Regions from separate parts of the Mus musculus genome. Here region 1 is linked to region 2. Evidence: chromatin contacts called from public promoter capture Hi-C data. All regions are on one chromosome and are shown on one strand. The core of a region is the stretch at or near the end of the contact, and the rest is flanking DNA. Distances in the headings are between cores, read along the strand shown. Region 1 holds the start of Cort (cortistatin). Region 2 has its middle 21 kb from the start of Gm32897.

Region 1 (5,839 bases), core at 701-3,200, 400 kb after region 2:
CCTTGAACTGGACATATTCCCCACACTTGAGGTAGAGGCAGGAAAATCATTTTAAGGTCACTCATAACTACATAGGAGTTCAAGGCCAGCCTGAGCTTAGACAGACCTTTTCTCAAACACACACTCAAACACACACACACAAATGCGCGCACGTGCATGTCGACCAAGAGAAGACATAACCCTCACCTCCCAGCACCAGGAAGGGGACGGAAGCCCAATGGTTCTGCTGATTGGAGCAAGAGCCACCACCATTTTATTTGGAGGGGGTCACTGAATCTCCAATCCCTTAGTTGACCTGTTGTCGGTAGCGAGCATTACTGAAACCAATGATTCTCACAGGGCAGGGGAGGCAAAGCTGACATAAGAAGAAAGCTCCCCGCTGATTGACAGTCTTTATTCAGGTCTCGTTGGCATCTCACAGGGTGGCCAGGGTGCTATGCCCAGGGTGGGGTTACTTGCACGAGGAGAAGGTTTTCCAGAAGAAGTTCTTGCAGGGCTTTTTATCCAGGTGTGGGGGCTGTTGGGGGGGTGGCCTTTCCTGGCTCTTGGACAGCCCGGGGGTACCCCCTCCGACGGGGGTGCTGGAGCTGGCTTGGGAAGCCCACTCGTGCCACCAGGCAAGGAAAGTCAGAAGGCCGCTCCTCCCCTCGGTGGCTTCCTGCTGTGTTTTAGAGAAGCAGATAACAAAGGAGAGAAAAGCAACCACTCACCACTCACTCACTGGGACTCACTCAGCCTTCGGATATGCCCCCCCACCCCCACCCCCCACAGAGAGCAAACTGTTCCTTAACAAACCACACTCCCTCAAAGTCAGAGTGAGACGGACTCTAGAGAAACTGCTCAGTGGAGAAAAACAGACCAGTCCAATAATAATAAATAAATAAATAAATAAAAATGCTGATTTTTTTCAAGCATGGTAGCAGAGACCTTTGGACTCGGCAGTCAGGAGGCAACAGCAGATAGAGTACTGTGAGCTTGGGCTAGCCTGGGCTACACACAGTGAGGCCTTATCTTGAAAACAAATAAAGTGCTTTAACTTCTACCTTATAATCTGTGCTGAGGTCCTCAGCTCTGAGACTAGGAAAGCTGTCAAAATGGCTGCCAGCTGAGAGGCCCTGGGTCCACAGGCTCTCCCACCTCCACACATCCTCCTGGATGTTCAGAAATCAGAACAGACTGAGTCGCTAAGTCTGGGCCTTCTTTCAAACTCCTCAGGAAGTTTCTAGGAGTACTCTGATGATAAACGACCCATCTGAAACTCATCTGGTGATCTCAAAGAAAAATCCACTTTTAATGGTCAACTTTATGGACTCTTTCTTGGAACTTTTTCAAAAATGGAAAAAAGAGAAAGTAAATCATTTGATGAAATTATAAAATTTACACCATGGAGAACAAGAGGGCAGGAATTATTTGAGCGAGTGAGAGTATAGCTGTGTATATAAATTAAGGCTCTGGAAGTCCGTGTGACTGGTCTCACGGCAGAGAAGACGGTGGAGCGCTGTGACAGCTGGAAGCAATCCCTGTCTCCAAAGCAGACACCAGCAGAGAGGAGTCCCTGACAGACCCAGGCTAGGAGAACTGAGGGCAAACAGGGACCAGGGGTCTGAATGGGGCGTTGTAAAATCCTAGGGACACACACACACCACAACACAGAACACATCATGCAGGACTGAGTGGTCAGAATTACAGAGACAAACTGAGCAGGTGCACTCACCACACTGTCCTGGCCAGTAGGGCCACTCTCCAGGGGAAGGGCGGAGGCTGCGACCCCCCAGAGCAGCAGCAGCCCGAAGGCTGAGGGCCACTTGCCTCCTGTGCCTCGGCCACCCATCATCCTCGGACGTGCTGAGGTCTGTGCTTGGTGGACGAGGGTCTCTTCTGTGGTGTTTTAAGCTCTAGCACCACCTGCTTGGGGGTCTGCACTCGTTCATTGAAAACCTACACGCCTCTCCACACTCACGCGGTGACGCACAAGCCGGAGCAATCAGCTCTCACAGAAAGAAACATTTGTGGGGTTGGATTTAGCCCCTTAATTAAAGACTCGGGACTTTTCCTGTGTTTGGAGTGAATCTGCTCTTATTTTAGAACACATGCGCGCTTGCTCTGGGAGTTCTGCTTCCTTGTGATTGTGCCTGTGGCAAGCAGGAAGCCATCAGAACAAAGCCGGGTGATTTAACAGAATATGAAATCAGGCCTGGGTAAAGAGCTGAAGATGTGGGGTCTTACCCAGGAGAAGCAAGACTGCAGGCTGGGACGCAGCTCAGCTCAGCCCAGCACGTGCCTACCACGGTTCCGTCCATCCCCGGAGCTAAAAGCAGGCATGTCTGAATCGGCTACGAGCAGAAGTAACCAGGTACAGAGAAGACCCAGGGTCACAGGATGGCCCCAGTGTTCACCAGGTCGCAAGGAAGGATGAACCAAGAGCATGTCCCAGACTGCCCTCTGCCCCAGGCTAGACCTTTGACTCGCTCAAGTATAGATGCGGATGCAGAAGAGAGACGGGACCAAAGGCCTTCTGCATCTCAGTGCCACGGACGCTGTCCTGGGCCTCTCAGTGACATGCACACTTGCAGAGTTCCTGGTCTAGGGCTTTCCAAGATGCCCAGGTCAGCAGTTTGCACATTTCTTTAAAAAAAAAAAAAAAAAAGATAGAAAGAAACGAGGCCAGGAAGATGGTTCACTGAGCACAGCAGTTGCGATGCAACCCTGGTAACCTGCAGCTCCACTCTGGCCCCCAGATAATGGTAAAACGGAAGAACACACCGGTTCCTAACAAACTTGACCTCTGACCCACACTCCCGCTGTAGCACACACGTGCATCTCCCTCTCCCCGTCATAGATACCATTTTTGAAAATGTAGACATGCACGTCGATAGACTGGCCAAGTGTAAGGGATGCTTTCTTTGTATAGGTCACAGTCACTTCCTGAGAAACCTGGACTCGGCCAGCTGACAGCCCACTTCCTTCCCAAGACAGTGACAAAGTCCTGGGCCACCTCCTGGCCCTTCACAGGTCCAGGTTGAGAATTGTGGGGATGTGAGGGATGGACCCCGCATATGCAGACAGACCTGAAACCCCATCTCAGACACTAGAGAACACCAAGATCCAAGGGAGGCTCGAGACTGAAACAAAGCAACTGAAAGTCGGCTCCTTCCAAAGTAAAACACGCCCCGCTCTAGAGACCTTCCCGAGGTCCCTCTTCCACCATGGGGTGACGCTCAGGTCATCAGGCTTTGCCTACACCCAGCGAGCTATCCCTCTGCTCCCCTACCACTCCACAAGGGAAAGAAGGCAGGCCCTGAACACCTTACATCCTTCAGGACACAGCAACAGTAGGACAGGGCCCTTGGGACACTCCAGACTTTCCCTTCAAGCAGACATCTCCTCGGGAGAGCCAAGGCTTAATTCTATAGACCTGCTAGAAAAGCCACAAAGCCCTGCTTCTGAAATCAGCCCTGAAGAGTAAGAGATTTCATTCCCAGGGACCACCAGTCACCGCGATGGAGGCTGAGACCTGAAGCCACAGCAGCCGGGCTCAGCAAACACAGCTTTATTTATTCCCAGGGACCACCAGTCACCGCGATGGAGGCTGAGACCTGAAGCCACAGCAGCTGGGCTCAGCAAACACAGCTTTATTTATTCACCCTGCTGAGACCCGCATTCGACCTGGGAAATAAACAGTGAAGGACTAAGCTCACCCCGACAGCCAGCACAGCTGATTGCTAGCCCACTTTGCCAGTCACTAAGTCACGCTGTGCCACCCAAGTGCAAGCCTTTCCTATGCCCCGTGACGCGTGAGGTGGCTTTGCAGGAACTCCCAGCTTCTAAGCTTCTGCCGAGAATGACTTCAAACAGGCAGCACGAAAAGCTGCCCACACACGGGGCCGTCCTTCCCATGTCTGTCCTCATCCCTGCAGACTGCCCTCGTGGCGAGCGCTGCTTCCAGATGAGATGAAGGCCTTAGCTCTCGCTCTGCAGCTCCTCAGCCCCGTCCAGCTCCTCAGCCATGGACTCCCGAGAGCTCCTGCTTTCATCTTCCGGCTTTCTTTTCTTCTTGGCCTTTCCTTTCAGGTTAAGCTGGGCAATCTCTTCATTCTTCTCTGTAATGTATTTTAGCTATGTATATATACAAAAAGCAAAACTATATTTAAGTCTTTAAATCTGTCTATAAATCATTTTACAAACCTAAAAGAAAATCCTCACAGTAACTTATGCCTTTTCCAATATTCATTCCAAAAGAACTGGTGGAAATTCATTGACTGAGTTATCTATTGAGCACTAACTATCCGAGAAACGGAGACAGGGTCAAGTCCCCATTCCTGTGGAGGGGAAATCATGAGAAGGGCAGAGACCAGGCAGGATCGCTGTGGTCCACGTCTGCTGGCAGTCACAGCCAGGTGACACTGACACCTCAAAGTGGCAAGTGTCTTCACCTAGAAAATAACTGCTTGGTCAAAATGACTCTTGAGATGTGAAAAAATAGAAATCGTGTTCTCTTCTGCATAACCAGGCTTGCAGACTTCCGTCCACCCTGGTCCATCAGAACTGCGGGTATGGCCTGCCTGGGGTGGCACACCTGTAAACCAGGCTCCTGGGATGGTGACAGAGGAGGAGGATCTCGCGTTCAAAGCCTACCTGATCTAAAAGTCAAGTTCAAGACTAGCCTGTATAATTCAGCACGAGTGTCTCAAACAAGAAATGGGGCTGGAGAGATGGCTCAGTGGTTAACAGTACTTCTTGCTCTTGCAGAGGACCCAGCTCTGATTCCCAACACCCACACTGTGGCCCATGACCACCTGTTCACTCCAGTTCCAGGGTGTCTGAGACCATTTCCTGACCCCCAAGGGCACCAGGCAAGCATATGGTACACATGGATCCATGCAAGCCAAACATTTACACACATAAAATAAAATAATAAGCTTTACAAACAAGCAGCAGACAAGGGGTGGGTGGGTGGGTGCATAGCCAGTGGTATACCACTTGTCCGATGTGCAGAAGGCCCTAGATTTCAATCCCCAGCTCTGGGGTAAAGGCGCCACAAGGGGGTCATCCCCAGAGACTATCCATGACTAACCTGTGACATCATACGGTAAATGAATCATGGGACCGAAGTTTTGAGATATTACAAAAAAGGTAAATTATGGAATCCAGAGAGAGCTGATTAGAAAATTTTAGATTGGTTTTGCGAGATCCATCATAATGAAAGGAGAACCATAAAACACAGGCAGGTCTGAGCACCTCCACCATCTCTAACGCAAGGCGCCCCGAGGAATAAGTGACAAATTGGGAATAATGTATTCCGGTGGGGGAGGGGAGAGAGGGAGGAAATTCATCTCTCACCAGTGAATTATTTCGCCTGGCTAAGAGCTTCACGTCTTCAGTGGTGACCGTGCTTCTTTTCGCGTGTCTGCAGAAAGGGCAGGAGCAAGTCACAGAACGTTTGGTATTAAAGTTTAGGCGAAACACAAAGGTTCACGGTCGAACTTCCGACGAGCAAAGGTGCCTAAGTGGTCCATCTCTGCGGACTGAAAGCATCAGGCAGCAGCCACAGTAAAATGAGTGAGGTAATGAGCCAAGACACCAACCCCGCAGAGGATTGCAAAGCCCTGCTGTCCACTGGGCAGCAGCAAGGTAGATACCCTCCACAATTCCACCGGTGCCCGGTATCTGTGCCGGATTTTAATGTCCTTGCCGTCCTAGCTGCAGGAGCGGGGTCCCCATATCCATATTGCTATGGATAGCAGACACCCCCAGTCAAGTCCCAACTTTAGCAATCCACTGCGCAGAAAGGAGGAAGGAGTGTTTGGTAGATTTTGTGTATGAACGTTCTGCTTGCATA
Region 2 (6,531 bases), core at 37-2,536:
ATGGCCTGAGACCTGGGTCCTGGGTGCCACGGCTGGCTGTCATGGCTGCCCTGGCTGGCTGTCATGGCTGCCCTGAATGTAGACAAAGATGAAGGGAGGCTTGGAGAAGAGAGACCAGGAGGCAACCCGCTGAGCTTTCCCCAGACATTTGTCAAGGAGCAGCAGGTGGGTGCTGGAGCGGAAGTGGATAAAGGAGAAAGGAACCTGCCGGAGGAAAAGAGGCAGGACACAGGAAGCTTTCTGATTCCGGAAGTGACGCATTCTGCTATTTGGGAGGTAAGTGGGGTGGAGCCTAGAGGGAGGGGCTAGCCAGAGATGGCAGAAACCACACTGCCAATCCGCCCCTCCCCAATCCCCCCTCCCACGAGACTGCGACAGTACCACCACAGTAGCCCCAAAGGATGTCCTGCTTGCTGTGTGCCCCACCCACCGTGGGGAGTTCAGGCCTTTTGCAGCAAGACTCTTTGCCGTAGTCCCCAGGATTTTCTGCCGGGGCAGGAATTATGGTTCCCGTTCTGCTGGGCAGATGCTGAACCACTGAGCTACATCCCCAGACCTACAGAGAGGTTCATTCACTTGCCCAAAGGCCACACAGCTTTTAAGAAGCAGAACTAGAATTCAACCTTGATGTTGCCCCACTGCCTGGCTACCCAGGTGCCCAAGAGTTCCCTGTCCAAAGGATGGTGGATGGGCCTTGTTGACTTGGCTTCTGGATCAGCCAGGGTATGCATGCCAACACTGGGGATGTGTGGGTCAGGAGTGATTTCCCAAAGGGCTGGCTCACTTTAGTTCTCAAGAATGCAAAAAATACTGTTAAAAGAGTTGTTCAAGGGGTGTGGAAATGCAACCCCAAGGTCAGAGGTCAGAGAAGTGCCAGGGATTAGAGAAGCCTTGACTGGAGGGCGGGAGGAGGGGGGGGGGAACCAGAGATGGATGTGGTAATTAAGCTTGCCATCCCAGCACTCAGGAGGCTGAGGCAGGAAGACTGCTGCAAGTTCCAGGCCAGACTGGGCTGGGCTTCAGGGTGCCTGCTCTGTCTCACAAAAGCAAAAGAAATGGACAGCCCTGGTGGTGGTGAAGGTAGTGTGTGTGTGCTGTGTTTCCAGACCTGGCCTGGCTCAATGAAGCAGTCCTGACGGAAGACTCAGAGGCCTAGAGGCAGGAGAGCCAGAGGTGAAGCTGTACACGGCCCATTCATTGGGTGGGTCCCCGCAGCACAGCGCCCGCCTTGCAGGAGCCAGCTCGCCCCGCCCGCGGGGGTCGCCCGTCCCAGGCCGGGAAGTCTAATGTGCCCGCAGCCGTTCCGGGGAGCGGTCCCCCGCCGCGCTAATGTGCGGTCGCCCCGCCCGCCAGCAGTGGTGCCCCCGCGCCGACCCCGAGCGCAAATCGATACGCATCAGGCGGCGGGCTGCCCCGTCCCCTCCCTGCCCACACCCCTCTCTCCAAGCTCCCTTCCTCCCTCTCGGATACCCCGGACCTGCCTCCGCCCTCTGGCTTCCTAGGAGCCTGGGAATCCCGGGTGAGTGGATAGGGGCTTAGGGCCAGAGCGTGCTCATTCTTTCCCCAAGGCAGGGACCCGGGGAGGGGGATGAATGAAACACTCCAATGCAAAACATCAGGGGTGACGGTGGCCCCTGCATAAGAGAAATCAAGACAAGTAAAAATTAAGGCCCGGGAATGTGGCTCAAAGACACAGCTCTATGGCACATAAATTAGATGTGGTGTGCACACCTGTAATCCCAGCACTCGCTCTGGAGTAGAGGCAGGAGGGTCCTAAATTCAAGGTCAGTCCTCAGAGGCTACAAAGTGAGCTTGAGGGATAAGGGAAATCATGCTTCAGGTTAAAATGAAAAGGCTTGGTGGACGATAGCTCAAAGGCTCAAGCGCTTGCTTTGCAACAAAGAGTTCGAGCCTACATAAAAGCTGGCAGGTGTACTGGCACCCTGCTAGTCCAGGTGGGCACGGATGATCCTCAGAGCAGGCTAGACCATCAGACCAGGGGAGCCCCAGGCTCACCAAGAGACTCCAATAAATTGGAGTGTGGGATCAGCATGGAGACACTGGGTGAAGTCACTCACGGAGGAAATCTGGGGACCTGAGGTAGATCCATGGAACCCATGGGTCACCCGAAGGAGAGAGCTCACTGCCACACATGCACCATGGCACCTGTTCCCATTTACCCCACGCCCTCCATGCTGTGATAATAAGTAAAAAATTTAAAGATTAATTTTTTAAAAAGGTGGAACCTGACAGAAGATACCAGGCACCTCTGACCTTACAGGGCCACACAGGCCCGCGCGTGCACTCGCACACAGGCCCACAGGCCTTCGTTCAGGCACACACACCACACGCACATGTACATGTGATAACTACATAAGTTAAAAAAATTAAGGGAAAAATTAATGCAAAAAAAATCCTCAGTGATCAAAAATAAATCAAAATTTTAAATGAAGCTGAGATCAGTAATGGTTGAGCAGAGCCATATTGGAGCCTGGGGCAAAGGGAAAAAAAATATCAAGAAGCTGGATCCTGTTTCATTTAAATGTTGAATTCTTTGTTCATCCCAGATTGCTCACTGGGGGACGGGTTGTCACTGAAACTCGCTTTGGGGACCAGTAATGACAGAAGAAGAAATGCCAGCACCTTAATTACCTTAAAAGTATTATTGGGGGGGAGGGTTGAACCCAGGGCCCCCTGTGTGCTAGGTGCACGCTGTATCCCCAGCATCCTCTCCATCTTTTAAAATTGTGGTTGTTGCAGCAGGGTCTCAGGTAGCCCAGGCTGGCCTCGAACTTGCCGCCTAGTAGAGTCTTGCTCTGAACCCTTGCTGCTTCTCTTGCCTCCCGAGTTCTGGATTTACAGACATAGGCCACCTCTCTCAATGCATCAAGTTACTAGTTAAGTTTTTTGTCTTCTTTTGTTTGACACAGCATCATTCAGGCTGACCCGGAACCCTCCATCCTCCCTCCTGTCTCAGCATCCCGAGTCTTGGTCTTAACGGTTTGTAGCACCACGGCATCTCTTAATTTTCTCTTTTTTAAATAAAAAACCCCCGTGACAATTTACAGTTTACACAGCAATGTACCCAGCATACTTTACCTTTGGAGGGCTTTCTGTCCCAGGATTTCCATTATCTTCAGAGCCCTGCAAGTGTCACCAACCAGCTTTAGCGCTTTGCTCTACCCTTGCTGGAAACTCTGTAACCTCAAGCAAACACTCGTTCTCTTTGGTGTCCCCAGACCCTGGCAACCATACTATTTCCATCGCTATGGCATTATCTGTACTGGAGATGAACGCGGGATCATATGCTGTGTGGTCTCTTGCAGCTCAAGGTTCATGGTTATTATAGCTTCTGCCAATATTCCACTCTTTTCTTTTTCCTGGGTATGCATGTGCGTGTGGTGTATGGAGCCTGTGTGCATTGGTGCATACGGCTGCTCTCATGGGCGAGGAGGCAGGGGAAAATGCCTTCCTTCCTTCCTGCCCCGCCAGCCTTCCTCTTAATCTCTTGAAACAAAGTCTCTAAATGAAATAAATGTACACACAGGTGACCAGCAAGCAACAGTGATCCACTGTCTCTGCTCCCCAGAAGGCTGGGGTTAGAGGTGACATGGGGGTCCAGTTGGCTTTTCACATGGTGTGCTAGGCACTTGAACTCAGGTGTTCATTTGTGTGTGCAAGCACACTCACCTCTGAGCCGTTTCTTGGCTCCAGGATTGAATTTTTCACAGTTTGAATCGTGGTTCATTGTGTGGCTATTCCTCATTTCCTCAGCCATTCCTCAGCTGTGGGGATTTGGGGTGTTCCTTGTGTCTATCCCTCGTCTCTTATGAATAACGCACTGATGCGTGAGCTTCCCGTGTGCACGCTAGTGTGTGTGTGTGTGTGTGTGTGTGTGTGTGTGTGTGTGTGTGTGTGTGTGTGTGTGTATGCTACAGTGTCCATTCAGAGGTCAGAGGACAGTTTGCAGGAGCCAGTTCTTTCCTTCCACCATGTAGTTTCTGGGGATGGAATACAGGCGTCAGTCTTGACAGCAAGCGCCTGTACCTACTGAGCCATCATCTTAGCAATCTTTTACTTACTTAGGTTTGTCCACACAGGGTTTCTCTGTGTAGCCCTGGCTGTCCTGGAACTCAGAGATCTGCCTGCCTCTGCCTCCCGAGTGCTGGGATTGAAGGCGTATCCCACCACACCTGGCTAGCCTCTTACTATCTGTTTCTCCCTCCTGAGTCTACCCCTAGAATATGGGGCCCATGATCACTGCATACCTAACATTTTAAACAATTGCTAGGGAGTTTTCCAACATGGCCGGACTATGGCGCTTCCTACAAAAAGTGTAGACGGGTCTCCGTTTCTCCATATCCTCACCAGCAACTGTGCTCACTATGGGCATTTTTCTATTCCAGTCTCCCTAGTATCACAGTGCTTCCAGTTTCCTCTGTGTTTCCTCATGGGCTATGCTTCCCCTGGGTTTAGAGAATATTTGTGCGTTTGTTCGGAGACATGTCAGTTCAAATGCTTGGCTCACCTTCCACATATCTGTATTACCTTCTTTTATAGGTGATACCATAACCACATGTAATGCTCGGACTGGCTTCTCTGCACTGAACACTGTGTTGTGGGCTCTCAGTTCTCTCTCCCCTCCCCCCTCTCTTTCTCCCACCAAGCCCTGATATGTCTCTTTCAATGAGTCTTTCTAGACACGAGAATCTGAGAACTGGAACCCCTGGACCCATTCTCCTCTTCTCCCCTCTTGTGAATAGCATCTCACTGTGTATCCTCTTTATTTAGACACGATGCCAAATGTCTCAGGCTGGCTTTGACCTCACCATGTAGATGAAGATGACCTTGAACTTCTGACCTCTTTGCTTTCACTGTTGGGTGCTGGTATTACAAATGTACAACACCATATCTAGTTTTATGGGGTGCTAGGGACAAACCCAGGGCTTAAAGCATGCTAGACAAGAAGCCTTACCCACTGGGCTGCATCTCCAGTCCCTCCATCAATATTTATGATTGTCTAGCATATGCCAGGCACCATACTCATAGACCCTTTGGCTAGTGTTTGCCAAGCTTGGAGAGCCATTCATTCTTCAGAAGCTGTAGGGTGCTGGCAGCCTTAGGCATCTATGCTGGGTGGTTGATGGGTATGGAGCCCCAGGGTAGGCAGTTTCCCTGATGATCAGATCCTGGGTGCTGAGGCCACGGCTTGTCTGTTCAACCACAGAGTTCCAGGTCCTCTGGTGATTTTGGCACAGCTCAGACCCAGTTAAAGAACTTGCTACCTTTCCCGCTGACCAACTAAAATGTACAGTCAACTGACCATTCCGAGAGCTCAGGAGATGGAAGTTGTAAAATAAACTGGTTTGACCACAAATGGAAGAGAGCAACAGCAAACTTGAGCTTTGACCCTCAGGGTCACAGGGCACCCAGGGACAGACATATGACAGGAATTGGTTCTTTACTGGAGACCTGAGAGTGTGGGGCAGACAGGTGAGGGACAAGAGCAAGAATGGAGGCAGGAGTCAGTCAGGGGGAAGGCTCCCACTGTGGGGCCTGGGGCCAAGTGTGGGTGGATCGGGCCAGCAGGGCAGACCTCAGATGTGGTCTGAGGACAGAGCAGTGACAGAGCCTGGATGTGCTGTGTGGGGAGGACCAGGCAGAAGCTCTGCTGGACAGGGAGGGGTTTGAGGTACAGAGTTGACTTCCATAGGAGGTGGGGGTGGGGGCACAGATAACTGTCTGTCTTCAGGATAAGGCAGAGATGGTGGGAGGTGAGCTTTGGGGACAGCTAGAGTTACACACGTGCCCCAGTCCCCGACTCAGTAGCCGCAGGCCACAAGTGGTTTCTGAATCCTGGAAATGTAGCTGATGGATCTAGATGTGTTGTCAAGCATAAAGTACGCTTTGGATTCCAAAGGTGTAAGATGGAAAGGGGGTGGAGACATGCTATCTCATTAATGATTTTTGCGCCAATTGTATGTTGAGATGATAAGATGTTGGGTACATTCATTTAAAAAAAATTTAAATTGTTTTATGTTTAAAATTCGGCTATGGAAAAACGGTTTAATTGGGCCTGGGGAGGTGGCTCAGTGGAGAAAGTGCTGGGTAGGTAAGCTTGAGAACTGGCGTTCAGATCTTCAGCAACCTTGTGTACCTTGGCACCACTACACGCCCATAGTGAGAGCAGAAGATGACACAGGAGAGTCCCAGAAGCCTGTGGACCAGCTAGTAAGACATGGCTTCAAGGGACAAGAGACCCTGTCTCAAACAAGGTGGAGCACAAACACCAATACCTGCGGTGTCCTCTGACCTCCACGTATGTCATGGCATGTGACCATCTGTGTTCATGCATGCCTACTTACATACACATGAACATGCACATATGGATACATGTATACACACACACCACACATCATATAGACACATAAAAATATCAATTAATAGATTCAGCCGCCTGAGTTGTATCCTTTTTGGACAGCAGGGTTTATTTATTTATTTATTTTGGTTTTTCAAGTCAGGGTTTCTCTG

The links. Promoter capture Hi-C pulls out the DNA fragments that hold promoters and counts their contacts.
Region 1: a contact with region 2 is called in a promoter capture Hi-C map of embryonic stem cells, with 4 times the contacts expected there. The contact joins the promoter of Cort here to the enhancer-like site in region 2. A contact is called at or near these places in 10 of 39 promoter capture datasets (the 3T3-L1 cell line, 3T3-L1-derived adipocytes, the HPC-7 cell line and 5 more), 6 of 484 Hi-C or Micro-C datasets (cardiomyocytes, embryonic fibroblasts, embryonic stem cells and 3 more), 8 of 115 datasets of contacts at active chromatin or transcription factors (embryonic basal ganglia, embryonic stem cells, large pre-B cells and 1 more) and 5 of 9 other capture datasets (adipose tissue, embryonic stem cells, liver and 2 more).

What each region holds. Positions count from the first base shown.
Region 1 is chr4:149,124,813-149,130,651 of GRCm38.p6, forward strand. Cort (cortistatin) reads right to left here and starts at 1,951. Exons shown (of 2, transcript NM_007745.4): 1 at 1,715-1,951; 2 at 222-661. The coding sequence starts at 1,834. The coding sequence ends at 452. Cenps (centromere protein S) reads right to left here. Exons shown (of 5, transcript NM_027263.2): 4 at 5,341-5,407; 5 at 3,537-4,116. The coding sequence ends at 3,961.
Region 2 is chr4:148,723,170-148,729,700 of GRCm38.p6, forward strand. No RefSeq gene overlaps it. Among named protein-coding and RNA genes, the nearest start is that of Gm32897, 21 kb to the right of the region's middle. Within about 2 kb of position 1,287, at least 33 of the 459 cell types and tissues checked have an H3K27ac peak or open chromatin away from gene starts, as enhancers often do. A contact at or near this core is called in embryonic stem cells, where this site is marked.